Linked DNA regions of Mus musculus: all the other regions are linked to region 3. Evidence: chromatin contacts called from public promoter capture Hi-C data. All regions are on one chromosome and are shown on one strand. The core of a region is the stretch at or near the end of the contact, and the rest is flanking DNA. Distances in the headings are between cores, read along the strand shown.

What was found. Promoter capture Hi-C pulls out the DNA fragments that hold promoters and counts their contacts.
Region 1: a promoter capture Hi-C map of second pharyngeal arch cranial neural crest shows a contact between it and region 3. The contact joins the promoter of Rps27 here to the promoter of Cks1b in region 3. A contact is called at or near these places in 8 of 39 promoter capture datasets (cranial neural crest, embryonic stem cells, erythroid cells and 5 more) and 3 of 115 datasets of contacts at active chromatin or transcription factors (bone marrow-derived macrophages, extraembryonic endoderm stem cells and memory CD8 T cells).
Region 2: a promoter capture Hi-C map of pre-B cells shows a contact between it and region 3, with 2.6 times the contacts expected there. The contact joins the promoter of Gatad2b here to the promoter of Cks1b in region 3. A contact is called at or near these places in 1 of 39 promoter capture datasets (pre-B cells) and 1 of 9 other capture datasets (pancreatic islet).

The regions. Positions count from the first base shown.
Region 1 is chr3:90,211,580-90,215,125 of GRCm38.p6, forward strand. It overlaps Rps27 (ribosomal protein S27), which reads right to left and starts at 2,069. Exons shown (of 4, transcript NM_027015.4): 1 at 2,031-2,069; 2 at 1,614-1,722; 3 at 1,355-1,465; 4 at 1,088-1,174. The coding sequence starts at 2,036. The coding sequence ends at 1,146. It overlaps Nup210l (nucleoporin 210-like), which reads left to right. Exons shown (of 40, transcript NM_029937.2): 39 at 177-251; 40 at 338-572. The coding sequence ends at 438. It also overlaps a transcript of Rab13 not described here.
Region 2 is chr3:90,291,282-90,294,613 of GRCm38.p6, forward strand. It overlaps Gatad2b (GATA zinc finger domain containing 2B), which reads left to right and starts at 1,900. Exons shown (of 11, transcript NM_139304.3): 1 at 1,900-2,143.
Region 3 is chr3:89,416,340-89,419,597 of GRCm38.p6, forward strand. Cks1b (CDC28 protein kinase 1b) reads right to left here and starts at 1,952. Exons shown (of 3, transcript NM_016904.1): 1 at 1,816-1,952; 2 at 1-62. The coding sequence starts at 1,874. It also overlaps a transcript of Shc1 not described here.

The DNA of each region.
Region 1 (3,546 bases), core at 819-3,318, 800 kb after region 3:
ACTTGGGAAAAAACCTCCCTCTTCTACCATGTAGGTTTTGGGGACTTAAGACAGGCTTGTTGTTAAAGTCTGTTGGCTGGCCCTTAAATCTCACTTCTGAATGGACTGTAATCTTTGAGGCCTTTCCGCAAGCGCACAATCACATAAGCCCTTTTTGTGGCATTTCCTTTCTCCAGCACACAATGCCTTCCTGAACAAGGTTCAGACTATTCCAGTTGTTTATGTGCCAACAACAGGAACAACTCAGCCAGGTAAAGACCTGCCCTCACTCCGCAAGTTCAGATATGTCCGTCTCCAAGTTACCACCTTGATTGTCTCGCTTTTTTTTTTCTCCTAGGTTCTTACACGGCCACATGTTCCCCCCCTCACTTCCTGAGCTCACGGCCACCACTAGTGCAGAGTCGGCTACAACACTGGTTATGGAGTATAAAACACTAACCTAGTAGTCAGCGTCCCTCTAACTGTAGAGGACTGGAGATGCCTAATCCTGCACAAGTTTAGTAGCTAACTACAAAACTAAACCTCCAGATCAAGTTTGTAGTAAGTATAAATAAAAGCTCCTAGGTGGTTAAGTCACGTGTGTAAAGATTACATTTCTGAGGCTGGATTCCCGAAGCCCTCGGTGTCTGTCTGTTCCTAGCACCACAAAAACCGCAACAGCAGTACACACCTACAATGCCATCACTTGACAGGTATCCTGTCACATACACTTGAAGCTACCTAAGGCCATCTCAACAACACACAGAAAAACAGTAACCCTCTGCTTCTCAGGCACTGGGATTAAAGCAGCCTGGGTACCATTATCCCTAAATAAAGACAGTCCCCACTGTCACACACCTTTGTATGACACAATGTTTCCAATAACCATTGCTAAAAGTTACTACCAAAAAGACATAGAAGAGTAAGCCCAATTATACACTATCACCAGTTTTAAACCATGGTCTAAGATTTATACAGTGAATCTAGATAAAAATGCCCCCAATGGACTCTAGGTGTTTGGCCACTTACTTGACCCCAAAGGGACCACTCTTCTGTTTGCCCTGGGATATGTGAGGCACCACTTGCTACCAGTTAAACAAGACAAACATTATATATCCAAAACGTGTTTATTGGGAAGGTTCCCACTCATCTTCAATCAGGGGCTTTCAGTGCTGCTTCCTCCTGAAGGAGCATCCTGGAAGAAAAAGATGCAAACGTTACTTCTGCCTGCCACTGACCCTGCCTCATCTGCAGAGTGCTAAACCTTCCTAACAGGAGTGCAGCTGGCTTTACCAGCCGGAAGCCTTGCATTCTACTCAGCCTTTCACCTTAGGACCCCAAAGCCAAACAAAACCCCAACACTGAGACCACTCACCTTCTGTCAGCCTTGCTTTTCCACCTGTAGGCTGACAGAGGACAGTGGAGCAGCCAACACACAAGACTACCGTTTGTGCATGGCTAAAGACCGTGGTGATTTTATAGCATCCTGGGAAGAAAAAAAAAGAGAAGAAAAATGTTAACTTCTTTTATTCCTCTCCAAGTTACCACTTCTGAACTCGTAATAAAATCAAAAATTAAGTTACAACCATTAGTACAGTTTAGTTTTCCCGCACAGCTGAAAACCACTTCCTTACCTGGGCATTTCACGTCCATAAAGTAGGAATTGGGGCTCTGCACCAGGCGCTTTTTCTTGTGTTTCCTCTTCTCCTCTTCTGGAGAGGGATGAAGGAGATCCTTTGCGAGCTAAAAGGGGCAGAAATGCAAAGACTTAGAAGGTAATGGAGGAAAGAGATGATGGGAAAGAGCCCCCACTGGCACACACCGAGGAGAACTCGCCCCTCGCCGCCCCTGGTGTCTGCGTAGCTGGGCCGCCATCTTATCTCCTCTCCGCTCCCGTCTACGCGGCTGACCCGTGGGCCGCCGCGGCTCTGGTTACTGTCCTAAGAGACGCAGAGCGCACATGTGGACCCTGTAGGACCCGCAATTAGCGCAAGAGGACCGTGCGGACCCAAGAGCGAGTTCTCTGTCGAAACCTGGACCAAGGAACTCACAGGCATGTTCTCGTAGGGAGGTCGTCACCGCCGGAAAGGAGCGAAAGCGGAAATCCTGTTCCTTATATCTGATATGGGACAGGAAGTGACGAGCCGTGTTGCTTCGCCATCTTCGGAAGGTCTTCTACTCTGTTCGAATGCAACGGAATGCCCGTTGACTGCCATTTGTAGAAGGTCCGTAAAGGCTCCTCGCGTCGCGGGCGCGTAGCCATGGTGAGAGAGTTAGCTTCTATTTTGAGTTCAGAATTTAGCTGCTGTGGCGAGAAAAATGGATACTTTTTTCTCACGTAGTTTCCGACTACGCTTTGACAGCTGGAGTGTGATGGGAACATCACAGGTGAACACCAGCGAGAAGCTTTTATCCATGACATTTTTAGTTATTGATAGTCTTTACCATTTTCCAGTTGGTTTGATTTACGCTGATTAATAATTCTAGACGTAAATAGGTTTTTTTTTTTAAAAAATGAGATACCTGCTTGAAGCTGGGGGTGTACTACGCTGGTAGGTAGAGTGCGTGCTAAGAATGTGCAAAGCGTAAACTGGGCAGGGCGCAGTGGTGCTGTCAGTGGCTCAAGGCTGGAATCTCAGAACTTCAGAGGATGAAGCGGGAGGACGAGGAGTTCAAAATCATTCTAGGCACTGGGCTTCCTAGCAAGTTTGAGGTCTGAGTGGACTACAGGAGACCCTGTCTGAAAAAACAACAAAATCAAATCCTGTTCATATTTGCTCCACTGCAGCTAACCCTATTGTTTACCTTTATTGTTTTGTTGTTGCTGCTGTTTTCCAGTGCTAAAGATAGAGCCCGACTTTGTATTCTTACAATTCTTTACCTTTGAGGAATAAAATCAAATATCCTTACACCACTTGACACGTGCATTGCTTTTAAAGTGCTAATTAAAGGCCAGACGAGGTTGGTCACACCTTTATCACTGCATTCTGGCAAAGCATGGAAGAGACTGAGTTCTGGCCAGCCTGATCTAGCAAGTTGTAGGACAGCCAGAACTACAAGAGATGTCTCTAAAAACCAAATCAAAACAAAAAGTATGTTATTTAACTATGGAGCTGCTGTAACCATTACCACATTGTACAAATTTGTGTGTTTGCTGCTCAACACAGAGGCAGGTGGATCTCTGAATTCAAGTGTCTATAAATAAAATAATAAATAAATAGTCCATGCTTAAATGAATGCATGTTGATTTTGGATTTTGGCAATATACATGGCAGAGATATCTTGGGAAATAGATTCTAGGTTTAAAAATGAAATTCATGGCCAGGTGTGGTGGTGCACGCCTTTAATCCCAGCACCTGGGAGGCAGAGGCAGGCGGATTTCTGAGTTCAAGACCAGCCTGGTCTACAAAGCGAGTTCCGGGACAGCCAGGGCTACACAGAGAAACCCTGTCTCAAAAAAAAAAAAAAAAAAAAAAAAAGAAAGAAAGAAATTCATTCCTTTTCCTAGACTGAAAATAATTTCTTATAATACTTGTACATCTGCAATTTATCATGTGAGCAGAAGTA
Region 2 (3,332 bases), core at 650-3,149, 870 kb after region 3:
GGAGGATTGCCACAAGTTCAAGACGGTTTTTTTTTTTTTTCAAGACGGTTTCTCTGTGTAGCCCTGGCTGACTTGGAACTCACTCTGTAGATCAGGCTGGCCTCGAACTCAGAGATTCACCTTCCTCTGCCTCCCAAGTGTTGGGATTAAAGGCATGCACTGTCATGTCCAGCTCTCCATCATAATTAACTTTATTTATATAATTTGCAGTATTGGGTTTTGAACATGCTAACTAGTATTCTAGGACAACTCTTGTTTTTTGTTTTTTTGTTTGTGTGTTTTTTGAGACAGGGTTTCTCTGTATAGTCCTGGCTGTCCTGAACTCACTTTGTAGACCAGGCTTGCCTCAAACTCAGAAATCTGCCTGCCTCTGCCTCCCGAGTGCTGGGATTAAAGGCGTGTGCCATCTCTAGGTCAACTCTTAACAAATTAATTTTTAGGTATTTACAAACTGTGTTTTCCTTGCATGAATGTGTATGCACTGTAGGAGCCCCTGGTGCTCAGGGAAGTCAGAGGGGTGCTATGGAGCCCTTGAACTGGAATTACAGATAGGTACCTGGGTCCTCTGAGGAGCAACAAGTGCTTAACTATTGAACCATCTCTTCAGCCCCCCTTTAAAGGAATCTGAAACATCTTCATATCTAGCCTTGGCTAACCTGTGACCTCAGCATCCCAGTGGTGAAGTTACATTTGTGCACCATCATGTCAGGCTTACAATTTTATTTCCATAGTGATTTGAAAAAATGTCTTCTCTACTGTCTCTGGCACTAGTTAGATCTGACTTTTAATCATTGCTCAGTTGCTGTCTACCTTTGGCAAGTTGCTTAATCTGACCCTGTTCCTTAGTACACATGGGTTAAAATCTCAAGTCTGTCACATGTGTAACTTTGTCTTTTAATCGATACCTTATTGTCCTCATCTGTAAGATAGGATGGCCAGTACTTGCCTCACAGAGAGTAAGAATTCATTGTTCTTGTTCCCCCAAAAAGTTATTATTCTTTCAATGTGTTTATTTTTGTGATAATTAGTTCTCATTTCTAGGGCGCTCAGAAAGAATATTCATGGTGTTCTAGAAACGTAGAATGTAGGCGGGTCTAACCTCTTGGAGGAAGTAGGAGATAGCCAGGCTAGCAAAAGAACCCGGGCCTTGACTTAGCTAGTGCAATAGGGTGGGGTGGGAAGCTGTATCCTCACTGTGAACAGAAAAAGACCAGATCCCAGAGTATACACCATAAATTCAGTACATTTAGCTAATTGTTTGTTTTTTCTTTGTGCTGTTACGGTACAACCAGGAAAGGACCGGTCAGAAGTAAATTAACACACGAGTCCCAAGGCCTTGGGCAGAACGGGGCAGGCCACACCCCAGAAAGACAAGGCCAGAGCTCCTAAAGCTAGTCCTGTCCTTAAATTCATGGATTCTGTCGCGATGAAACACCACCCACCCAAACACAGAGCCCAGCGCCGTTCCCGGTCTCCATCTTTAGACGAGAAAGAATGAGAGCCTGTCAAAGGAGAATCCCGGTTTTAAGAGACTAGGTGGTACGGCGGCTGCCAGGGGACCAAAACGTCTACAAGGTAAAGCTGCAGCCTGAAGCGATTTTTTGACCCCCGACACTTAATGGGCTGTCGAAGACCCGGATGTGTCTGGGACTGGCCGAGGTACCCATTAACGCGCCCCCGCTAGACCATCCCCCTTCTCCATTTATGATTGGATTTTCTTAACGCCAATCACTACTTCTCCAGCCACCCATTCCTCAAGGGTGGGGTGAAGTCTTGGTATCCCGCTTTCAATTGGTAGGAGCAAGAAGAGGAGGGCGGGTAGCCGGCTAAGTTCCTCCAATGGCCGTCGTGGCGTGTGGTTAAGGCGGAGTCAAGGCGCTTGGCAGCTGCCCAATCAGCGTCCTTGTTTGTGTGGTGCCGCCGCCGCCGGTGCAGCCGCCGCCGCCGCTGCTGCCCCTGTCTGTACCGCAGTGTCTGCTCCGCCCGCCCGCCCTCCCCGACCCGGCCCGCCCCCTCCCCCACCCCCGCTCCCGGACCCGCCAGTGGGGTCTGGATCCCACTGTGCCGTCGCCGCCTCCTTTTTCGACGCCTTCACAGCCGCCTGAGGAAGCGACCTGGTCGGGAGTTCCGCCGCCGCTGCCAGGTGAGGAGCTCTGGCCTAGGCCAGCCTGGCCGCCAGCCCGCCAGCCCGCCAGCCCGCCCGGGGGCGGTGAGGAGCGACGGAGGGAGCGAGGCTGCGAGAAGGCGGCGGTGGGGGAGGGGAAAGGTGGAGGGCGGGGGGAGGGGAAGCGCCCGCGAGCCGACGCCCGCCCGCGCGCCCCCGCCTGGCGTCCCCTCCCCCAGCCCGGCCCGCGCGCCCCCGCCTCGCGCTCCCCTTCACCTCTTCCCCTCCCCCCCGCGCGCGCGCCCTGGTCTTTCACTTAGGCCTCGCGCGACCCGGCTGGTGTCCCTTCGTGTCTTCGCTTTTTACTCTTTCTCCCCTCCCTCGCTCCCCGTTTCCCTCGCCATCCCCCTTTTCACTCAGTACCTCATGCCCGCCATGCTCCCCTCTTCTCCGGAGCGTCCTCCTCTCCGTGTTTTTAACTCTCCGCCCCCAGTAGTGCCCTCGGGGTGCGGGGGCCGCTCCCTGCACTGAGTCCTATGTTTGACGGCGGATAGGACGAAAAGGGGATCCTTAAGGGTGGAGGAAGCACTGGATAATTATCTTTATTGGGGGGGGGGACAGGCTCAGGAGTGCAGAACCTTACCCCTTTATTTCGTCGTCCATCGTTCCCTTGCCCTCCGTAAGAAAAGGGAATTGTCTTGACTTGCGTGGGTTACTTACCTCGTGTAGCAACTAAACCACCCATTTTCTCAGCTGGGCTTCTGGGATTCGCTGGATCTGTTTCCCAGTTCACTTCTTGAGGGTTGATGGAACTAGAACTTACTCTTCCGGACCAAGTCGGGACTTAGAGTACTTTTTGCCTCCTTGGGCTCAGTTACCTGAAGGAGCTAGTTACTCCTGTGAATGAAGAGATTTAGGTGTTAATCGCTGTCCCGGACAGCTTCCCCGCTCTATAAAGGTATGGTGCCCTCTTTGAGTTCATCCCCAGCACCAGATTCACTCTAAGCATAAGATGTTCCTTCGTAAGGACTGGTCCTGAGATGGAGGTGGCGGCTTTACTGGTGGGTAGGTAGCATGTGGATGCTGAAGTTAGCAGTGTTTCCCTGTTCTCTTCTGGAGAGAACCAGTGTTCTCATCTGGTAGTTACTTGAAGGGCTTTTGTGTGTGTGCTTCAGAGGTGGGAATAATATAAATTAAATCATCTTTTAGCAAAGAGAGGCAGTGTTTT
Region 3 (3,258 bases), core at 702-3,201:
ATTCAGACATCAGATGGGTTTTCGGGACCAGCTTGGCTATGTCCTTGGGCAACATGACATGCCTGTAACAGAAACATGGGGATGTGAGTGAGGACTGTGTCAGAGCTGTCAGTCTGCCAGACACTGACCTACATACTGAGAGCGGAGTGTGGCACACGTGCCATGATTCTGGCACTCGGGGATATGGCAGCATGACCGGGAGTTTCAGGCTATCCTGCGCTACAGAGAATCTGTGAAAATAAGTAACTAGCCCAGTGTGGGCACTCCTTTAATCCCCGCACTCAGGAGGCAGAGGCAGGTGGGTCTCAGTTGAGGCCAGCCTGGTCTACAGGGCAAGTTCCAGGACAACCACAGCAGCAGATGAACCCTGTCTCAAAAACACAAAACCAAACAACCACAACCACAACGAAACAACAACAAACAAAAACAAGAAAGAAAGCAAAACCAAAATAAAAACACCATGGGTTTTCACCACTTTCATAAGAGTTATTAAAACCACAAATGAGCAATTTGATGTGTGACTCCTGGGTATGAGATACTGACGATATTTGTTTCTCCTTTGATCACAGGCCTCACAGGCCTCTAGCTGGTTACCTACTCTAGGACTGTGTGGAAAGGCCTTTTACGGAACAGGTATGAAGACAAACATGCAAATGTTCATACTTCTAAGGGATGTGCTATGATACTTGGAAAATCCCAAGCTTTCCCAAACATAAGTTTATGGCAAAAAATTACCTGACTTGACTCAGGCTACCCCAAGTAGATTTACTTTATCATGCTCAGTGAAGATGTACTAAATGCTTCTTCCTTTGTGATAATAACAAGAGCCCCACCCCATTGTTGTCCAAATGTCAGAAAAGAGCTTCCATTCTAACTGTGACTTCGATACACAGAACCAAAAAAAAAAAAAAAAAAAGAAAAAAAAGAAAAAAAAGAAAAAAAAAAAAGAAACCCAAACAAACCCCTCCTTTAAACAAAAATGCCAAGGCTAAGCTGGAGTTACAGCTTCCCAGAGATGAAGCCACTCATTTCTCCAGCCATGCAAATGCTGTAAGTGTAACATTGTTACAGACGTGGAAAACAGCTGAGTACTTTACACTTGAGACAAGGTTCCATCTGTAGTGTGATCTGGGCTGGACCCTATGACAATCCTGCAGCCTCAGCTTCCAGAATGCTGAGATTAAAGATGTGAGCTACCGTACCAGCTTATCTTGCACCTTAACAGAAAACACTTGAAACCTCTATGCGCGCCATGAATGATCAAGTATTTGAAAGGTATCTACCCACGGCCACAGTCTTCATGCCACTCCAAGTCCTGTAAAAGCCTATCTAAAACAAGGCTGACAACTACTCATCTTTTTTATAAACTAAAAACCACCAACACTGAGGCTCTCTTAGAACCGTCCTTTCATCAAGAGCATGAAACTTTCAGTTCTGCACGGGCTACCTTCTTTCTCCCAGCAGACTTTGAGATTTCAGTAACGCGAGCAGTTCCTATTAGGGAAATCGCCACAACAAAGTTGCTTTAGTGATGTGAATTCCCAGAGGTAAAACTGATCAGAGCTACAAGACGCTTCAATTTAACAGCCGGCCAACTCTAAGTTCCCTTTCATTGTTTTACATCCTCCGTCCACCTTTTGCGCATGTGCTTTGCTGCTGTACCCAATCCCACCCCCACCCCACTCCCCGGTAATTCCTTGCGCACGCGCCCGTTCTACACTGTCCCCCGCCCCCATCCCCCGCCTCCCACTCCGGCCTAGGTAACTAACTCCTCGCGTGCTCTCTTTTGTCTGTAGTCCCCGCGCCGGCACTAACCGGTATTCGAACTCCTCGTCGTCGTATTTGTCCGAATAGTAGATTTGTTTGTGGGACATGATTGCTCTGTCCGAGGGCGCTCAGCCCCGCGCCGCAGGCCTCCAGACAACTCCCAGCAGCACGCGCTCCCACCCTCTTTGGCCTCGCTTTCAAACACACCGCCCGCACTTCCTATTGGTCTCTGCGGCCGAAGGCGGGACAGCTCCATTTTGAAGTCCTCGATTGGCTTGCTTTGGCGTCTCTTCAAGTCGTAAATGGAGTGCTGTGCTCAGGTTTCTGAAGAATGAGCTGGGTCAAACTAGGATTCTCATTGGCTCTCACTGCGCCCCTTGAGCCTGCTGGCGCAGCCATTGGCCAACTTTGGAAAGCAGACGGGTAAAGGAGGGACAGCGAGGTAGGGGGTCAGGGGTTAGTGAGGCCGGAAGTGAGTGTAATAAAGTTTGTCTGGGGAGGCCCAGGCTGGGGTGAAAGTTGGGGCGGTGACTTAAGCAGACAGTTGCGTGATCCGGAACCAGATCGGCCCGCGGTGCGGTGCGGAGACTCCATGAGACCCTGGTAAGTCTAGACTTTCTTTCTGTGGCGACCAACTCCTCTTCCACCCCGGAACCCCTCTCCCAGGACCCTACTTCCGGTCTTGCTGTATAAGTCCCGCCCCCGAGACCCCTCTCCGGAAGTCCCACCTTCCTACTTCAAGGGGCTCCCTGAACCCCGACTTGTCTCTTATGATCGCGACCACACCCTGTGGTCTTACTTTCCTGGGAATCGCACCCCCAGACGTGTTTCCCAGCACCATATGATTAGTCTTCCTTGTTCTCTCTCTGAGTCTGCCTCTTCAGGATTCTCGGTTGAACCCAGTCTATCCATTGCCTGGCTTCCAAAAGAGGGAAAACCGTGCTTTTGAAAGACCGATGTGACTTTGTAGAAGTGACGCCTCTTTGGGACCCCGCCCCTTTGGGACCCGCCCCTTCCACTGTCCACGTCCGATCCTGGGAATGTGCCGTACTCCCTGTTTAGGGACCTTGTCCCCTCAGGATTCTCCTTCCTCTTGGGCTTGGGTCAGTGCCGCAAAACCCAGGTCTTAAATGCCTGACGTTTCATCCGCTTCTATATCCCTCTCCTTGTTTTAAGCTTTGGGCTTAATTCTCCTGAGCTCTGGTGCTCCATAAGGTGGGGGGTTGAAATTTGTGGTTGTAAGGAGTGAGCTTATTAGCAGCGTCGCCCCTCTCCCCTCTTCGCCCACCCCCGTAACCTTCGAGAGTGAATTAAGTCGAAGGGACTGAATTTCGTTTACAGCTGGAGAGTGGATGAAGGAAAGGAGACTCTTGACTCCTTTGAGACCCCATCCCAAAGACAGCCATAGATGGCACCTTCCCATGCCTGGATTGGACTAAGCATTGGTTTGTGTGAGCCTAACGGGAGTCAAAGTTTTCCTGCTGTCAAAAG